2 separate regions of the Mus musculus genome follow, and region 2 is linked to region 1. The links are chromatin contacts, called in public Hi-C maps. All regions are on one chromosome and are shown on one strand. Each heading gives the region's core, a stretch centred on a gene start, on an enhancer-like site or on the middle of the called end of the contact. The rest is flanking DNA. Distances are from core to core; before and after follow the strand shown. Region 1 overlaps Adcy2 (adenylate cyclase 2). Region 2 overlaps Adcy2 (adenylate cyclase 2).

Evidence for each region. Hi-C and Micro-C count contacts between places; a contact is called where the count stands out from the background.
Region 2: a contact with region 1 is called in a Hi-C map of ventral hippocampal neurons, with 1.4 times the contacts expected there. The contact joins two enhancer-like sites. A contact is called at or near these places in 2 of 484 Hi-C or Micro-C datasets (embryonic stem cells and ventral hippocampal neurons).

What each region holds. Positions count from the first base shown.
Region 1 is chr13:68,621,762-68,624,618 of GRCm38.p6, reverse strand. The region is part of intron 24 of Adcy2 (adenylate cyclase 2); the gene reads left to right. Among named protein-coding and RNA genes, the nearest start is that of Gm34903, 19 kb to the right of the region's middle. Within about 2 kb of position 1,503, at least 14 of the 459 cell types and tissues checked have an H3K27ac peak or open chromatin away from gene starts, as enhancers often do. A contact at or near this core is called in ventral hippocampal neurons, where this site is marked.
Region 2 is chr13:68,814,586-68,817,745 of GRCm38.p6, reverse strand. All of the region lies in intron 3 of Adcy2 (adenylate cyclase 2), which reads left to right. Among named protein-coding and RNA genes, the nearest start is that of Adcy2, 180 kb to the left of the region's middle. Within about 2 kb of position 1,850, at least 14 of the 459 cell types and tissues checked have an H3K27ac peak or open chromatin away from gene starts, as enhancers often do. A contact at or near this core is called in ventral hippocampal neurons, where this site is marked.

The DNA.
Region 1 (2,857 bases), core at 254-2,753:
TATCCTAGCTGTTAGAGAAATGTCACATCTGTTGTATATTCAAGGTCCACTGGAGGGGGTACCCCAACAGCCACACACAGTGATCCCATTCATCGGGAATAATTATCTCTAGTCGTTGCTTGAACTCTCTTATGGCAATTAGAGACTGGGGGGATGACAGTAGGCAGATATGAAGTAGACACTTAGAGACAGAGAGCTTAACTGTGTGTTCATGTATTTGACCATATGCTAGAAATGCCCTTGGTCCTGTCTTGGCTAAGACCAGCTATACTGGAGGGTTGGGATGTTACAGTACCTTTGTTCTGTAGAAGCTTTGGACCTGCACTTTCTCTTTCCCAAGCAATGCTAGAAATATAAATGTCACTCAAATTGTGATATGCAAAGGAATTTGTTTTAAATTCCGTCTCTAGCCTTGTGTGGAGACCTGGCATCAGAAGCCACCCAAAAGGAGGTGGGAGAGATTGTCAGTCCTTGATGAGGCCATAGGGTGTTGCCTTCCCAGAAGGCTCTCTGAGTAGAGGCTTGCAACCACTTGCAGAGAGCACAAGGATGCTGGCCTGCCTGCTTTGCTCCGTACCTTTTAGTTTTTCTTTTCTTATTTGTCTTTTTGAATATTTGTCTTTGGTGAGTATGGGCAGTGCCCACAGGACAGAGGCAATAAAGGTAGTATGAAATCACTAAGGGGATAGATGGAAGAAGCTAGGTGTGGACATGGCCAAACAGTGGCCCACAAAGGACAAAGGCAGTCTCTTGTAGATTTTGGAAGAAAATGAATGACATAGAACGGCATAGAAGGGAATGTGGGAGGCCGTTGGCCATCCATATATTTGAAATAAGAAATACCATACAGCAAAGGGTATAAAGTCTGTCTCTTAATTCATTTTTATTTTTAATTATGTACATAAGTATATGTGTTACCAGTCACTGTGCAACATGTCAGTGTCTCCTGTGTGACTCTTCAGGACTTCTGTACTAACACTCCATGTGATCCAGTACATCTCAGACAGAGCATCTCAAACAGGGGGAGCATCACAGACAGGGGGAGCATCTCAGGCAGGTGGAGCACCTCAGACAGGTGAAGCATCTCAGGCAGGTGGAGCATCTCAGACAGGTGGAGCACCTCAGACAGGTGGAGCACCTCAGACAGGTGGAGCATCTCAGACAGGTGGAGCATCTCAGACAGGTGGAGCATCTCAGACAGGTGGAGCACCTCCACAGACTGCCTGAGGAGGAACTAGGACAGATCTCTGTGGAGACCGAGAAGGTTTGCAAGCTGCTGCCTGTCCTGACTCAGAACCTGGTGTGAGCACAGAGTAGGCTTCCTTTCTCCTAGGATGCAGCCTGCTCTCGCTCCAAATGTGACAGAAATGCCATCTTTTTATGATTGAAAATTCCATAAACCATTCTCTTCCAGCTTCACATTCCCTTCTCTTTTAAACCCCACAGAGTCCACCTCATGCCGCTAGTATGTGCATGAGTATAAGGCCATCTACTGGTGGTCAGGTATACGGCTCCCCTCAGGAAACTGGCTCTCCTCCCCCTAGCAGCTCCTCAGCTAGCTAGGGATGAACACCCTAGTTTCCTCTTCCATTCTGAACGCGGTGTGGCTTCCCTACACAGATACTGTACATGCAGACACAGCACAGTCACATTCTTGTATGAAGCTGCCCTCTTGTGTCCATTGAACGCTTTCACTCTGCTTAGCCACTGCCCCTGGCCAGCACAATCTTTCCATCCACTCTTCTGTGAAGATCCCTCAGCCTCAGGGGCAAAAGGTGTGGTAGAGAAAGACTGTATAGAGCTGAGCAGTTCACGATCTCCTATTCTCTGCATGCTGGCCAGTTTCCAGTCTCTGTTAATTGTCACCGAGTGAAAAAGAAGCTTTTCTGATTAACATTGAGAGATCCATTAACTCATAGGTAGACCCATAAGAGCTTAGGGAGCAATGTATACCACATCCATTCAGCAGACTGGTGGTATTAATGTGTCCCATTGGGCTATGACCTTTCCAGCCACAAGTATTTGACTCAGTTTAGTGACCTTTCCAGCCACAGGTATTTGACTCAGTTTAGTGTGGATTCAGTCTTGTGGTTTATGTACTTGTAGGAGACTCTTGCTAGGCCAGTCATTGCTGCCTGCAGGTTCATCAGGAAGTACGATTGTTGGCTGTTTTCCTCCACTAGTATCAGGCCTAGAATCTTCCAATATGATGAACCCTAATCAGAAGGGATGAAGCTTCCAGGTCTGTACCAAATATTCCCCCATGCCCTGTGACTCAAGTATATGGTGTTTTCAATAACAGGATGTCACCATCGGGTTCTGTGAGGTAACCAAGAGCAGTGGCAGTAGCCTGTAATGTTTTTCTCCAGGACCCAACTGGCCACCAACTCAAAAAGAGGTAACCATACCTGACACAGGCTTTTACTTGATAGCCTATGGTGTCCGAGAGAGGTATTGCCGCCACCCCACCCTGACCCCCACATTATAGGATAACTCATTTAAACTCCAAAACATGTATACACTTTAGGAAGTTTCTACAGTAGTGTGTCTCCGTAAGGTTTTCCAAGGTATTTAATGTTAGTTATCCCTTCCCCATAAGCCATGGGTGTTTTAACCTTGAACATTACTTGGCAATTTTTGCTCTTTTCAGGGTTTTTTTTTTTATACCAGCAGTAAATTAAGCATTATTGATGCTAATATTCTCTGGTACATCTTTTTCTATTAATTTCCCAGGAATGGGATTTTTCTATTTTTTTATTGGATATTTTATTTATTTACATTTGAAATGTTATCCCCTTTTCCAGTTTCCCCTCCGGAAATCCCCATCACATACCCCCTCCCCTGCTTTTATGAGGGT
Region 2 (3,160 bases), core at 601-3,100, 190 kb before region 1:
ATCTGTTTGAGATCCTTTCCTCTTCTTCCTTTTCATCTTCAGATTCTCTGCCTTGATCATAGGACAGCATCAGGACACCGTGCTGCAAATTTGGTGGCAAAGGCAGGTTTTTTTTCTCACAAGACAAGGTCAATGTGTAGTTAGTGAGACCTTTCCTCCAGAGACCGAAGCATAGGCCCTTATTTTACCTTCTGTGGGTTCTAGTAACTTCTTGTACTCCTTAGCTCATGGATGCCTCACAGTAGTCTAGACCTCATCTCAACTTGGGTTTTCCTCTCTGTCATCTCTCCTCATGTGGCTTGAGGAGACTCTCATCCGTGATAATATAATATTAAACTCTTAAGTTTTATCACACCTTTTGTGCCATAGTCACTGTCATGGGCTTCCAGTGGGTGGAAGAGTCACCACTGAGTAGCAACAGGCAATGATAGGGTGCTTCCAACATTCCTAGTAGACACAATCTTACATCAAAGTCCACAACCCTTTGGTCTTCACTATCTTAAGATATTCTGAGCACAGGACAAATAGTCTTCCCCAGAGAAGAGCACAAGGATTGGTTATCCAGTACCAAATGGTCCAGTCCTGAAAACATATATACATATAGCATTATACAGACGGGGCAGGTTGTATTTATGTATTTAGGGGCATATATGCATATACATATATGTATGTAACAATAATTCATGGGAAAAAATAGGTCATGAATTGGAAAGAGAACAAGGAGGGGTGTATTGGAGGGTTTGAAGAGAGAAAAGGGAAGAGAGAAACAGTGTGATTATAGAACAGTCTCATAAAGTTAAAATAAATACTGGTAAATAGAGAAGATGCACATCAGGTACCAGGCGGGTACACCCACACTGAACTCAATCCAGATCCCCCATCGGAGCTTGCAACCCATAATTATATAAAATGCTCCTTGAAGGAGGGGTGTATTTTTTTTTGATTGTCTAGCTCTTTGGTTTCATTTGGTCTGGTTTGGACTCTGATGGAGTTGAAGCCAGCACCTCCCACATAGTAGCCAAGTAGTGAACGTGGTGTATCCACGGCCACCTTTGGATATATTTTTAGAGTGTACCAAGTGGTCATTTCTTGAATGTCTTCTTCATTTCATCGCCTTTATTTCTCATCCTTCAGCCCTTCGGGCACTGAGCCAATTCACAGTGTCCCTTTTGTGCTTCTCTCTATAACTACCTTCATAAGGTCCCTTTTAGTTGGTCTTATGATACAATGGTAGACATCTACCATATAAATCTATCTTGGTATTTCTGCCTCTAGATGAAGGGTGACTTTTTTTATTGTTCTGAATTTCTTTTCTTATTGGTTTGCCAGACTATTTAAGGTACACCATATACATTGCTTTTATATGTGGTCTCAACTTGTTCATTTAATTTACAAACACTCTCAGAAAAGCTGCATGGAGCTCCCGCTATGACACAGGCAAGGCTGTTTGCTGAGTCACCTGGGCTTCCCAAATATGAGTCAGCCTTAAATTTGGCTGGGAGAAAGAGAAAGCCAAAATACAGAAGCTTGAACAAATGGGAATCAGTTGCTTTGCATAAAAACATTCAGAAGAATGGATCCTGCCCATGGTCCAATGTGTTAGTGATGTTGGGGTTGGTTCCTCCAGGGGTCTACTCGCTTTCCACACAGTTGTGAGAGACTACTGCAGATCCAACCACTTCATCTGGTAAAATACCAAGCAGAGGGAGCAGGAAGTTAGATGCATCCCAAGAACTGCACCTGCTGTTCTTTCTCGGTAAATTAAGTTTCAAGAGAACCCTTCCTCCCACATACCACTCATCTGGCTTCTTGCCACATCCAATCACAGGAGAGCCTGAGGAGACAGACATATGGTGTTTTACCCTGCCTTGTCTTTGTGTGTATGTGTTGGGGGTAGTGCAAGCACCCACAGACACAGGGGTAGGAAAGTCTTGACTAACAGACCAGACCAGCTGTTTCTAGATCTTAGTGCACGGGGTCTCATCTGCTGCAATGAAAATAGCTATTAGCTTAGTAGGCAGTCATTAACTCTAAAGTAGATAAGCCATGGAACTGGAGTTTCTCCCCATTTAAATACAGGGGTGAGCTTTCTGGAATGCAATGCTGTGGGCACAGAACCCCACTGCTGTCATCCTAAGACTGCGGTCAACCTTAGAGAGAGAGCTGTTAATTAGATGGGGAGACACGTTATTTTGGAGGGGATGCTAGCAGATGTTTTGATGCCAGATTTGATGCAGCATGAAGGAAACCTCTTGCTGAGGGCCTGGGTGGGATACAGACACTGGCCTGTGCCTCCCTTGGAGGGGAGACTCACTCGATGTTCTCAGTATGTTCCTTTGGGTCTCCAACCAATGGAATGTGGTAGTGGAAATGGAGCAGAAACACGAAAAATTATACAAACAATATTTCATCTCTGTTATTAGTACAAAAATTGGTTTATGAAAACAAATTATTTATGAAAGACAATTTGATATTTAAATGTGGACTTGGCTCATGATCGTATACATGGAGCACTGGTTGTAAGCTGGGTTCTTTCTGGGTACATTCTTGCAGGCTCTGGAGTACGGTCCTTCTTACTGATTTTAAATTTATTACAGTTGCTCACCCAGACTAGCCAGTTCAGAACACTGGGATGCTGCAACAGAAGAACACAGGAGTGATAGATAATTTCAGATGGCTGGCATAGTATCCAGTTTTAATGTGATAGTCTCTGTTTCCTTAGAAAACTATTGTATATTGGCTCTGTGCCTAGAGGCACAATTTATCTGTACACAGAAGTATATAGCTCATCATCTGAGAGGGCACATTTCAAAGCATCCTTTCGTAGGTCATAAGGAAACAAGTCCTCCCAGGAATCTAGGCCTTAGCGTTATACTCTGTTTACTGACTTCCTTCCCTAGACACCGAGTCTACCCATTGCCATGGTCCTCTGAAATGCCCCCTACACAGCATAGTGACATGAGAGAGCTGGCCTTGGCTCACTCTTATCAAACCCATTCTGCCTTTCCCCTCCTTCCTGGAGGTGCCTAATCCTTTTCACAGGTGCTCTCTTCTCTCAACAGTCAATACAGAACACCCCATTCCCCCAAGTGAGTGGAAGGATATCGTTTCTTCTGCTTAAAGCATTCATCCAGGCCTCACATTTCATGTTTGGATAATG